Regions from separate parts of the Drosophila melanogaster genome. Here region 1 is linked to region 2. Evidence: chromatin contacts called from public Hi-C data. All regions are on one chromosome and are shown on one strand. The core of a region is the stretch at or near the end of the contact, and the rest is flanking DNA. Distances in the headings are between cores, read along the strand shown. Region 1 overlaps btv (beethoven). Region 2 overlaps CadN (Cadherin-N).

The links. Hi-C and Micro-C count contacts between places; a contact is called where the count stands out from the background.
Region 1: a Hi-C map of the OSC cell line shows a contact between it and region 2, with 2.8 times the contacts expected there. The contact joins two enhancer-like sites. A contact is called at or near these places in 18 of 107 Hi-C or Micro-C datasets (the D17-c3 cell line, the OSC cell line, the PNm cell line and 7 more) and 1 of 6 datasets of contacts at active chromatin or transcription factors (the Kc167 cell line).

Annotation. Positions count from the first base shown.
Region 1 is chr2L:17,968,604-17,974,730 of dm6, reverse strand. btv (beethoven) reads left to right here. Exons shown (of 25, transcript NM_001042904.4): 14 at 3,068-3,193; 15 at 3,255-3,389; 16 at 3,447-4,374; 17 at 4,450-4,566; 18 at 4,782-4,895; 19 at 4,955-5,057; 20 at 5,559-6,014; 21 at 6,087-6,127. It overlaps CG5674, which reads right to left. Exons shown (of 2, transcript NM_165233.3): 2 at 1-2,468. The coding sequence ends at 1,338. Among named protein-coding and RNA genes, the nearest start is that of CG5674, 8.3 kb to the right of the region's middle. Within about 2 kb of position 2,835, at least 2 of the 39 cell types and tissues checked have an H3K27ac peak or open chromatin away from gene starts, as enhancers often do. A contact at or near this core is called in the OSC cell line, where this site is marked.
Region 2 is chr2L:17,714,328-17,720,944 of dm6, reverse strand. It overlaps CadN (Cadherin-N), which reads left to right. Exons shown (of 24, transcript NM_165227.3): 5 at 1-291; 6 at 804-1,020; 7 at 1,244-2,029; 8 at 2,618-2,851; 9 at 2,911-3,102; 10 at 6,449-6,617. Among named protein-coding and RNA genes, the nearest start is that of CG43231, 13 kb to the right of the region's middle. Within about 2 kb of position 4,919, at least 35 of the 39 cell types and tissues checked have an H3K27ac peak or open chromatin away from gene starts, as enhancers often do. A contact at or near this core is called in the OSC cell line, where this site is marked.

The sequences.
Region 1 (6,127 bases), core at 1,586-4,085, 260 kb before region 2:
ATCATCCTAAACTTGCAAGTATTGTGTCTCCTATCACTTAGCTAAACAATATACGTACATATCTAAAAAACAGAGAAATGCTTGAAACGATGACGACATAAAAAGTTATGACGGGGAAGCCCTTAAGCACTTAAGAAACGTAATGCGGATTGCGTAACGCAACATAATACGTATCGGCATTTTTAAAATGGCGTCTACTTAACATACTTTAAAATAAACATGGGTGTGTTTCAGTGCGAGTGTGTGCGTATGAGGTCTTGGCACACATCTATTGGAGTTGTGACAAAATAGGAATAAGAGTCGTTGTAGGAAAACCAATAATCTACCAACCTAAAATGAATGAGGAATTACAGGAAAATTTTATGTTTTGGCACCTGCTCTAAAGCTCATGGTGCATTTTATCACAATGTGTTTTTAGTCCAAAGATACAAAATAAACTATTTTTGACGACAATGTAAATAGGATTTAAAATGGCAATTGTTTTTGCATATAATTCGAACAAAAAGTAGGGAAGATTTGCTGTGTCCTATTGATAAAACTGAATTGTTTTGAGAAAAATAATTCCCTTTCTACACTAAAAAATAACCTAACAAGTTTCACTTTGGAAGTAAAAATTTCTTAAAAAAAAAACAAGAGAGAATGAAATAGTCGAGTTTCCCGACTATCAGATACCCATTACTCAGCTAGTGTGAATGCGAACGCGAAATATAATTTTTCTAGGATATCGTTAGGTATTGGGAGGGATAAAATGAGAAAAAAATTACAAATTGTTTAAAAGTGTGGGCGTGAAAGGTTCGGCGCCGTTAGAGTGGGCGTGGGAAAAAGGTTTTTTGTCAAATCGATAGACATTTACAAGACTAATGAAAAATTATGGAAAAATATCCAAAAATATCCCTAGAATGTGTGTGCTGAATCTCAACTTTTTAGCTTTTATAGTTCCTCAGATCTCGACGTTAATGCGGACAGACGGACATGGTCAGATAACTCGGCAATTGATCCTGATCAATAATATATATACTTTATATGGTCGAAAACGCCTGTTACATACTTTTAAACGATTCTAGTATACCTTTTTACTCTACGAGTAACGGGTATAATAAGAATAGTTTCTATTGCATTTTCAGCACCACATAGCTCTCTGCTTGAATGCTTGTTAGATTTGTAATTACAAATACCATTTCGTACTCGAGCAATTATGGCAACGTAATACATTTAGGCAAATGGAATTGTAAATCACATAGCTAATTCGATCACAACTCCAGGTGTGTGTGCCCTCAAACTTTCGGATGCGTTTAGCTGGCTAGAGGGTTGAGCTTAGAACTACAGGCGAGAATCGCTCACTGCGGAGCATGTTGCAGTTGCTGTGGCGGCGCAGGTTGCTGTTGTTGCTGGTGAGTTGTAGGTGGCGGGGGCGGCAGGGGTGGCAAGGTCAGCGAGGGGGGCGGCGGCGGAGGCGGCAGTGAGCGCATGTGTTGCATGTGCGCCTGAGGGGCCATATGCTGGAACATGTTGCAGTGCTGTTGCTGCTGCAGATGATGTTGCTGCTGCTGCTGCTGCTGTTGCTGCTGCTGGTGCTGATGGGCGCTGAAAAGATGCTGTTGCTGCGGAGGTGGCTGGGCGGGATTTACATCGGGACCTGTCTGGAGAACTATCTCCGGTTCGAGACTAATGACCATTTCTGAATCATCCTGTTGCTGCTGCTGTTGCGGATTCCTCAGCGAGGCCAGTGCCGCCGCCTGCGCAGCAGCCATAGCCGAGGCGGAGATATCCTGTCCATACTCCTGCTTGATGCCATTCGGTGGACCTGCATACAGAGTAGCGCTGAGGTTCTGATGCAGGATGGGATGACAAAGCTGCGGCATCAGCGTCACACCAGCGATAGGTAAAGCGGGGTGGCCAAAGCTGCGTGGCGGGTAGAGTTGCTGCAACTTATTCAGCTGCTGTAGGTGCGAGGCATGGGCGGGGGGCGTGGCCAGTTGGGTGAGTTGGCTAGACATCATTCGGTTCCGCTGATGCGCGAGCTGGTGACTCAACTGCTGCTCCTGCAGATGCGTGGGCGGAGGCTGCTGATGCTGCTGCTGTTGCTGTGGCACCTGCTGGTGTTGCTGCAACTGTTGCTGCTGCTGTTGCTGCAGCTGTGGCGTGGGTTGCTGCTGGCCTGGGGGCGGGGCTGGTGACACACCTACTTCGGGCTTAACCACAGGCACTGGCGGTATCATGGCTGCGAATTCCGGCGGCAGCTGCGTCGGATCCGTGACAAGCAAGCCCTTCTTTCGATCCTTTCGGATCTTATCCCTTAGCTTTTCCAGCTGCCTGAAGGCCTCGTTGGCCCTACGAGCCTTTTTCCTATCCCTGTCACGTTCCTGCTCCAGCCTTCTGTACTCCGGATTCATTCGCTTGATTCGTTTCCTTTCTCGATCCCGCTCCCTTTGGATCATTTTCAGTCGCAGCTCCTCATCGGGGGTCAACTGTAGGCGCATACAGAAACAGAATGGGGGAAAACATATTAAAGCATAGTGTTTTAGGTCACAGAAACTGTGGGAGTTTGTCTGGTTTGGAGGGTTCAAGAAGTGTCAACGGTCCTGGGATCTTCTAAGCCCCTACCCCCTAATCTCTCAAGCCATGTGAGTGTGTGTGTGTGTGTCGTGTGAATCGAGTGTTCGAGTGTGGGATTATGTTTATAGATAATATAGAATATTGGAAAAATGCTACGTTAGCACGTCGTGCCTTCTTGCGGAATCGATCGCGCTCGCGTTCCATTCGCCGGTACTCGGGATTGAGGCGCTTGATCCGCTTCCTCTCGCGATCCCGCTCCCGCATGATGAACTTGTGGCGGGCCTCCTCCTCGGGGGTCATCAGCTGAAATTACAGAGAGAGTGGTTGGTTGGCAAACGGCAGTCAGCAGAAGGGGTCGTGTCTCGATCTGAGTCTGAATCTGAATCTCGGGCAGTGTTCTTGTGTGGCTAAGCGTGGTCTTATGCGATAGTATGATCTCCTCTCATTTTGTCTTGAAACCAGGGCAATCCACATGAAACTAACTTCTTGAATTAAAATTTTTGTCCCGCAGGCTACTAACTTTGCCATCGGGTTGGAGGATTCAGTTCGGGAGCAATGTTAACTTTATTTTCGAAACAGATGATGTGAGGCATGCGTCACCAGCAACGATTTCAAGAATGGGTATTGTCAATATGAGGTGGGTTTTGATTTTTAACTTATGAAGAACTGTTTGTAATTTCTTTGCCGATATATGATAGTTACGACTACTATCCGGCTGATGGGATTCTTAAACATGAGCTGTCAAAAGAACCCTATGGCGACCTATTGCAAAGTTACGTGGACGGCAACTTCCAATATGCTGTGAACTGGATCGAAAGCCAACTTTTATTGACGTGAGTTGCTCAGTTCATATTAAAAATTCTTGAGTTACAAATTAGCATTTTCTGCAGTCATCTGCCTGGTATAAATCGGGCCCACCTTCTGCGCTCCCTGCTACTTCAACTTCATGGTACTCAGTCTTTAGAGGAATATGGAGCAGCCACTCTTCGAGCACTTTTCGGTTACATGCCCAACGATCGACAGCGGGAGTTTGCCCAACTGATTCTAAAACACGCGAATCTTTATGTGGCCAATCCTAACTACGCTGAATTGACTCACTATGAAAGCAGCAGAAATTCGTTAGAGCAATATGCGGTGGATGCAATAGAGACACCAGAAAAAGGATCGCAGCTAATAATAACATCGTACATGAAATCCTATTTGGACATTTTAGAAACCCTGCTGAAAACTCAGGGCACTCGATTACCGCCCTTTATGCTCATTGGTCCAAGTGGGTCGGGCAAAACCCTGCTCCTTCAAAGAGCCGTGCTGGAGAACTCTGGCTATCAGTTGGCCACCATCAATTGCTCTACTCAACTGACTCCTAGGTATATTTTGCACACATTGAAGACGCACTGCGTCACAGTGAGTGGAATCAAGGGAAGAGAGTACCGACCAAAGCAAGCGAGACTGGTGCTCTTCATGAAGAACTTGGACCTCTGCCAGCAGGATTCCTGGGGAGCTTGCGAAGTTGTGGAACTGCTATTCCAACTAGCTCAACGAGGAGGCTTTTACGCCGAAAACCTTGAATGGATTGGTGTAAGCGGTCTGCAATTATGCGCCTCTATTGGCGGAAACACCGGCAAAATCGCACCGCGCTACTTTGCCATCAATCAGTTTGTGCGAGTTTCCCGACCCACCAGCCAGGACATGCTAGAAATCGTCCAGCGGCGATTGGAACCTCTTTTGGAAGAGCACTTCAGGGGATCGGAAAATCGAGGAAGGTCCGGGGTCAATTTGCAGCACGTCAGCGAGAGTCTAATGGACTGCTTTGAGAAGGTTTGCACCCCCACTTTCTATCCATTTGGGAATTCATCATCGCAGGACCTGCTAATTGACTTTGCCCTCTTTTAGCTGCAAGCGACGTTCACCAACGTGGGAGGCAGACAGGCACACTACCAGTTCAGCCCCAAATGCATCATGAAGCTGCTGGATGCCCTTGTCTTTTATCCTGCCAGTGATTTTAATGAGGTATGTTTTGTAGTGAGAAAAACAGAAAAAACTAATTCATTAAAATACATTATTTTGTAAACTCCTAGAAGTTGATTAAGGCTTTTAAATCTGAAATCTTACTACTTGTATCTATCAAACTTAAACTAGAACATTTATAGTCCGAACATTTCTTCACATAAAACATTTTTCTCAGTTTAAGGCTAATGAGATTGAAAACTTCTGTCCGCTTTCAGGCTCTGTACTGCGAGCTATTAGGCATGTTTCGCGACAGATTGATTAGCGAAGAGCATGTCCAGCAATTCGAGGGCATACTTAAGCAAACGATGCGCAAATACTATGGCAAGGAGGTAAGTCACAGTTGGATTTCGCCAAATGAAAATCAAGCTAATTCACTGAATTCATTCAGAAGGTCTTTTTCGTGCCTAAATCTCCAAAGTCGCGGGGTCATCTACACTGTCTAACCCATGACGAATGGATGGAAGAGGTTCAACGGCAGGTTACTATTTGCAGTGAGTACAAATTATTTGATATCCTTGCTTGTTATCTAGAGATTGTTAGCCTAAGTTCTGCTCACGCATCAGTTGGAGTTGCCTGCTGGTAATTCCACGGTTTCAAGACAAGAGGAGGAAATGGGTGATAGTTTGGGTTAATCGGGGATAACTACACTGGGCCTGGGTGTCAGCTTGCGGAACCGATCCCGCTCTCGTTCCATCTGCCTGTACTCGGGATTCATGCGCTTGATCCGTTTCCGCTCGCGGTCCCGCTCCCTCATGATGAACTTTTGACGCGCCTCCTCCTCAGGGGTCATCCACTGAAAGTACAGAATCATCGCAATTCGTCTGAGAATCAGTTCTATACAAAAAGTAATTTAGCAGCAATTCAACGTCAAGTATGTCTAATAAGAGAGCTTAGAAATACAACATTTGTTCTGTTAAATATTAAAGCTTCTAACTAAAATTGCATTATGAATGGCTGAGCTACAGAAAACCATTGTGTTTTAACTCCGTTAGATACCGAAAACTACAGCATCACGGCACCCATTACGGAGGAACTTTTAAGTCACGTAGCTCGAATAACACGGGTTCTATCACGAACCGATGCCCACATGCTCATTTTGGGGCAATCTGGTGGACGTCATCTGGATGCCATATTCACAGCCGCAACTTTTCAGGAGGCCAAGGTGGTTACTCTGCAAGGAGGACCGTCCTACGATCTCACCGACTTCTACAATGACCTTAAAGTGGCAATGCAGACGGCTGCCCTGGAGCAGCAAATGAGTTATCTGCTGATAGAGCAATGTTGGCTAAGTTATGTTCCCGATATATTGAAACCCATCGAAGCTCTACTCGAAGGAAGTGAGATCCTAGAGCTTTTTGGCGATGATCTGGAGACGGTGGCGAGCACTCTAAAACAGGCGGCACAGCTCGAGGGATACCAGGAATCCATGGGAACATACTTTCTAAAGCGTAAGTACATTCTTCAGCACTTCAATTGAAATACCCTGTTCTAGATGTGATTGCAATATAATCCCTTTTAAGGTGCCCGTGACTATCTCCACATTATTATAGTCTTGGATCCC
Region 2 (6,617 bases), core at 3,670-6,169:
CGATACGGATCACAATATCCACTACTTCATCGTTCGCGATCGGACTGGTGGACGTTTCGAGGTGGACGAGCGTTCTGGTGTCGTGCGGACCAGGGGCACGGATCTCTTCCAACTGGACATGGAGTATGTGCTGTATGTGAAGGCCGAGGATCAAAACGGAAAGGTCGATGATCGCAGGTTTCAGAGTACTCCCGAGGAGCGACTTTCAATCGTGGGCGGCAAACGAGCACCGCAGTTCTATATGCCCAGCTATGAAGCCGAGATCCCGGAAAACCAGAAAAAGGATTCAGAGTAAGTCTAAAAAAAGTAGGAAAGTATACCGCAGTGCCCATAAAATGCTAATAGGAACACTATGAAAAATCACAATAAAACAAATTTAAATTATGCTCTAAAGACATTTAAATTTCATCCATTTGGACTGAAATCATTTAAATGATACCACAAATATTAGAAAACTTTAAAGGTTTTTAAAAAAATACACGTAAATTAAAGGAACGAACAGAGCAAGCTGTTTCGTTGGCATTTTTTGGACAAGTGCATGCAAATTTCCTTGTGCTGCCAATAAAAGTTATGCATAACAATGTGAACTAGACGGCCATGTGGGAGTGTGCGTGTGTAGGACCTGATCTGTGTATGTGGGCTTGTGCTCATTGAAATTCCGCTGGGAAAACAACTGTCAAAAGGCAGTGGTGCGAGTGACAAGCACACACACAGAGCTTGGTTTGGTCTGTGGATGGACATAAAATATGCAAGCAAATTTTAAATTTCCCTTTGCTAACTTTTTCGTATCCGTATCCTTTCAGCATCATTTCGATTAAGGCCAAGTCGTTCGCAGACCGCGAAATTCGCTATACTTTGAAGGCCCAGGGCCAAGGAGCCGGCACCTTCAACATCGGACCCACGTCGGGTATTGTCAAGTTGGCCAAGGAGTTGGACTTTGAGGATCTGCGACAGCCGCACGTGTACTCGCTGATTGTGACAGCCACCGAGGATTCGGGAGGATTTTCAACCTCCGTTGATGTGAGTAAATGACATATTCTTTTCGATGGGTTAAGTCGCAGAAAAGATTGAGAAGAAAAGCTTTATCATACATATTTCCTGTGAAAGGAGCTTAAAGTTGGCCTTAGTTATTTAAATAAAATTTAATGACATAAGCCGGAGGTATTAAAAAGCATATAAAAATCTTTTAAGTAGTAAAATCTTTAAATATAGAATTCAAAAACTAACTTACATTATTTTTCAGCTCACCATTCGCGTTACGGATGTGAATGATAACGCGCCGAAGTTCGAGCTGCCCGACTACCAGGCGCACAATGTGGACGAGGACATTCCGCTGGGAACAAGCATACTTCGCGTTAAAGCCATGGACTCCGATTCCGGATCAAATGCGGAAATCGAATATTTAGTATCCGATGATCATTTCGCCGTGGACTCGAACGGAATCATCGTGAACAACAAGCAACTGGATGCGGACAACAACAATGCCTATTATGAGTTCATAGTGACTGCCAAGGACAAGGGTGAACCGCCCAAATCGGGAGTGGCTACAGTTCGAGTTTACACCAAAAACAAGAACGATGAGGAGCCCAAGTTCTCCCAGCAAGTGTATACCCCCAATGTGGATGAGAATGCCGGGCCAAACACTTTGGTTACCACTGTGGTAGCCTCCGACAAGGACGGTGATAACGTGCGGTTTGGATTCGTGGGCGGCGGCACTTCATCGGGTCAGTTTGTCATCGAGGACATAACCGGTGTTATCCGACTGCATAATAAGGCCATATCCCTGGACAAGGACAAGTACGAGCTGAACGTCACCGCCATGGACGATGGATCTTGTTGTGTGAATGGAGACCAAACTATCCACACCTCAACTGCTGTGGTCGTGGTATTCATCACCGACGTCAACGATAATAAGCCAGTGTTCAAGGACTGCAGTACCTATTATCCGAAAGTCGAGGAAGGAGCTCCTAATGGAAGTCCTGTCATTAAGGTTGTGGCCACCGACGAGGATAAGGGTGTGAATGGACAGGTAAATAATATAATGCCCGCATTGTTTCCTAGGGAAAATTGTAGCTAAAATATTTTGTTGTATGAAGACATCAAGAATAAGACAACACAAGAATGCATTGAAACATTTCACTAGATAACATTTCTAAATGTGTGTATGTATATAATTTTCATAATATTTCATACAACAAAACCCCACAGGTGATATCAACTGCTTTTAATATCGATTAAGCACTGGAAAACTTCCACTCATTTTCGGATTAACTAATTTAGATGCATATACTATATACTTGTAATAGCAATCCCCACTTTAATACCTCTTTTGATTATCCTTTCCCTAATTACATTCCCCTTTCGGTCACCAAACCTGATTAATTATACGTTATTTGTGTTTTGAGGCCAACGCAAACATGATTACCCACACCTAATTGAATTAACTGCATGTGTGTGGAAGCGATAGGGTGATTTCATGACGAGATTTAGCCATAATTTTCTTTTCGTGCCTACCAAGTTCAATGCACTGCTTAGTGCATGTCGTGTGTGGAGGTCGAGTGCCTCGGCAGCTTTAATAGTAATCAATCACTAAACCATTTTGCATGTTTTTCGACAGGTGAAATACTCAATTGTTCAGCAACCAAATCAGAAAGGCACAAAGTTCACGGTGGACGAGGAGACCGGAGAGGTGTCCACCAACAAGGTATTCGATCGCGAGGGAGATGATGGCAAGTTCGTGTCCGTCACAGTTAAGGCCACCGATCAGGGTGATCCCAGTCTAGAGGGTGTCTGCTCCTTCACCGTGGAAATCACAGATGTAAACGATAATCCGCCACTGTTCGATCGACAGGTGAGTCATAAAAAAAACGATCAGTCCTAAAATGTATTACACATTCACGGATTTTCTAGAAATACGTGGAGAATGTAAAGCAGGATGCCAGCATTGGCACAAACATCCTTCGTGTCTCTGCCTCCGATGAAGATGCCGATAACAATGGAGCTATAGTATACAGCCTGACTGCTCCCTTCAATCCCAACGATCTGGAATACTTTGAGATTCAGGCTGAGTCCGGTTGGATTGTACTCAAGAAGCCGCTTGACGTAAGTGTTCGCTTTTCATTTAGCCTATGAACTTATGAATCGATTACCCCAATTATGAGTTTGCCATGTCCCTACTAACCAAGTCTTATTATTTTAATTTAAAGTTCTTATTTTCAAAAAACGAAACTTTTTGTTTTACTAACTTATTCAGTGACAGATGCTTAGCATCTACCAAGTTCAGACAGCTCAAGCGGCTTGTATCTATATCTGTATATGTTATCTTTTTGCTTTTGATTTCTTTTCAAACTGCACCTTTCTTTTAATTTGTATTTCAATAACTTACAAGACCGCAAAAAGTCGTAGGTACAATAGAGCCTGATATGCAGCGATGCAAGTTTTTTGCCACATCGATGGAGATCTGCGTCTATAAAAATAAAATACAAAATAATATTTTTAGTTTATTCAAATTGTTTTGTTTAGTTTATAGTGCGTAAAATTGGCGAAAAACAAAAGCTTACCGAGTGCAGATGCCAAAGAGCGAATTGATTTTTAACATTTTTTGAAACAAATCAAAACTAACACAAAACAAGAAAAAAAAAACTAAGGGAGAGAAGTTGGTATGAAAATGCTTATAACAGTTCAGCTATTTTTGGTGACAGGTTTATAGGTTTAAGAAAAATGTATATAATAAAAGCGCATACCCCGAAACGATCACGAATATTTTTGAGCATCGTTGGAACCTATTTTAATGGTTTTATCCATTAAATATTTTGAATTTAGTTGAACTTTCAAAACAGCATAATTTTGTATTGCCTCTCTTTATTTTATACCCAAATATCTTCCCAACAAATCCCAAAGCAAAATAAAAAAAACTTTTTGTCGAGACTATGCAATTTTTTGAACGTCTCTTGCTGAAAGCTTAAGTATTTATGCTATAGCTATTATATTTTTGAAACCAATGTTTAAATGGATTTTTGAAGAACATTTAGTTTTGCATGCCCATGCGAAATGTGGCCTAATTTGTACAGGATTTTGATAGGAAACATTTACTTTTATATTCTTATTTTAAATGCACTTTACATTTTTATTTGCTTTTTATTTGTTAACTAACCATTTGAGAGGGAATACGATTTAGGCATTTTAATAGTTTATATTTTAATTTATCTTTACATATCCAATATAATGGTACTGAAAAAATATATCAACAATTTAGGGTTGTTATCCAGTAAGTAAATGCAATTACTGTTACTGTGCTAACCCCTTTAAGCAGTTAAAAAACCAAAACTGTAAGCTAACATAAAAAATCGAAACTAACTCGAGGAACAGGTTGCATTTTATTAAATGTAAATAGTTGTGAATTTAGGACTCATTTCATCGTAGGGTAACTCAGAATAATGCAAATAATAGTCTCGTCAAAAGAATCCACCCATTTATGTGAACCGATCCACCGATCCTTGAAACACTATTATTACTTATAAACGTATCCTTTCCCATCCCAAATGTTACAAATCGCATATATATTTTATTTATATCTTGTGTTAATTTTTCTTATACTTCTAAAATCATTGGATTTAATTTAAACAGTTGGAGGTGCCAAAGAAATCCTTCGGTTTTGAAGCCATTCAATGCTCTCTAAAATTATACAGTAAAATTATTGTGATTTATTATTCCACAACAAGTAGAAAGCAATTACAAGCATCAATATATTCAGATAATAGGATTATATTGGTCATTAGTTAAGGCGGATCCTTCAAACCTAAGAGATTTCTGTAACACCTTCGATTTGAACAACGATGCCATCAAATACGTAATCGTAACGTAAACTCAGTACACAAACCAAAACGTAACCAGTGCTAACACTTTGGGTTCGGTTCTCGACTACTCCTTGCAATGTTAACTCCCGTTGTGCTGTTGACGCTAACATTTTCGCCCTAACTGTTCTGTACTGCTTCAATCAAAATTCACCCACTCAATCAAATCATTCAACAGCGTGACCGTTATCGATTGAGGGTTAGTGCCTCCGATAAGGGCACTCCCGCCTCGGCAGCCGATGTCGATGTTGAGTTAGATGTCGTCGATCGGAATAATAAGCCACCCATTTGGGATAAGAGCATTTACGGGCCGATTCACATACGCGAGAATGTCACTGTGGGTACGGTTGTAACATCGGTTAAGGCAAGGTTTGTATAGCCAATGAGAACTCACAACCTAACATTAAAACTAAAACTAAACCTAACTTGCGAGTCTAACAGCTGTCGGTCTCCTTTAACATAGTCTAGATAACATTTTTTTGAACCAGCGGAATAACAATCGGCTAACCTAAACCTAGCATTAAGCTTTCAAGTATTTTGAACATACGGTCTATTCACTGTTACGTGAGCTTTGGAATGCAAATCCCTTTTTTTTTGGCATATCGTAAAGCTCTCACCGAATGCAGCAACCAAAAGTCCTGACCAATCTGTGAAACCGAATCGAAAATGGAAGTGCAAAAATTCAAAATCCTTCAATCTTTTGTTGCTGGTGTGTATTTGATTTTGAATCGAGCAATTCGTTTTTTAAATATGGTTGCTCCTCAGAATCTTTTTGGATTTTGCCGAGTCTTATTTCTTTCTCTATATACTAAACAAAACACATCACCCATTGGATCTGTGATTTCCCTAAAAAGACTCAAAACCCCTACATGAATTAATGCCTGGAATTGTGAGAATCGTAATGAAATTTTTGGTGTTGGTTTTCATTTGGAAAATACCCTGCTTAGACATGCGCCATATATCATAAGCAAAACAAGGTTGCAGTTTAGTCGTAAGCTAGTGGAGCAAGGTAACTACACAAAGTGTTCAAAAATGTTAAAAAGCAATAGTCGAAAGCGAAAAGAATAAAAACCGCAGCAAACTGTGTAAAGTATGCTATGAAAATTGTACTTATTAAATGCACAAAACCCAATATCAGTTTCTTATATTAAATATTTAGTTGACATTTTCATTTTAAAGCTATAAATATTTATTTAAATAATTAAACATTTTTTTTCGAAGGCTAGGGTCGAGACTTTACAAAATATTCTGCACTGCATTTGAAATACTTTTTATAAAGACCGTAATCTTAAAATGTTTTCCTTTCCCGTTTTTCGATTAATTTATAACTTATTTAATTGCGGTGTTGGTTTACAATTTATTTTTGAGTTTTAACCAAAAATCTACTATTATAACTACATCATTTTTAGAACTTCTTTACATAAAAGGTTCCAACTATATTATATCATTTTGTTTTTTGCCTTTTTCCTGAACAAATGTCGTATTTACCAACCAATATCGACGCGACTGTCATTTTTGCATCGCCTTGCTTGATTTTGATAACAAACCCAAACGATTTTTGATAATATTGATCGTGAAATGTATATAAAATACAGCGCGAGACATACAAGTTAGAGGCCATGGCCCAAGACAAGGGCTATCCGCCATTATCGCGTACTGTCGAAGTACAAATCGATGTGGTCGATCGTGCAAATAATCCGCCCGTCTGGGATCATACTGTCTATGGGCCCATTTATGTCAAGGAAAATATGCCCGTTGGCGGCA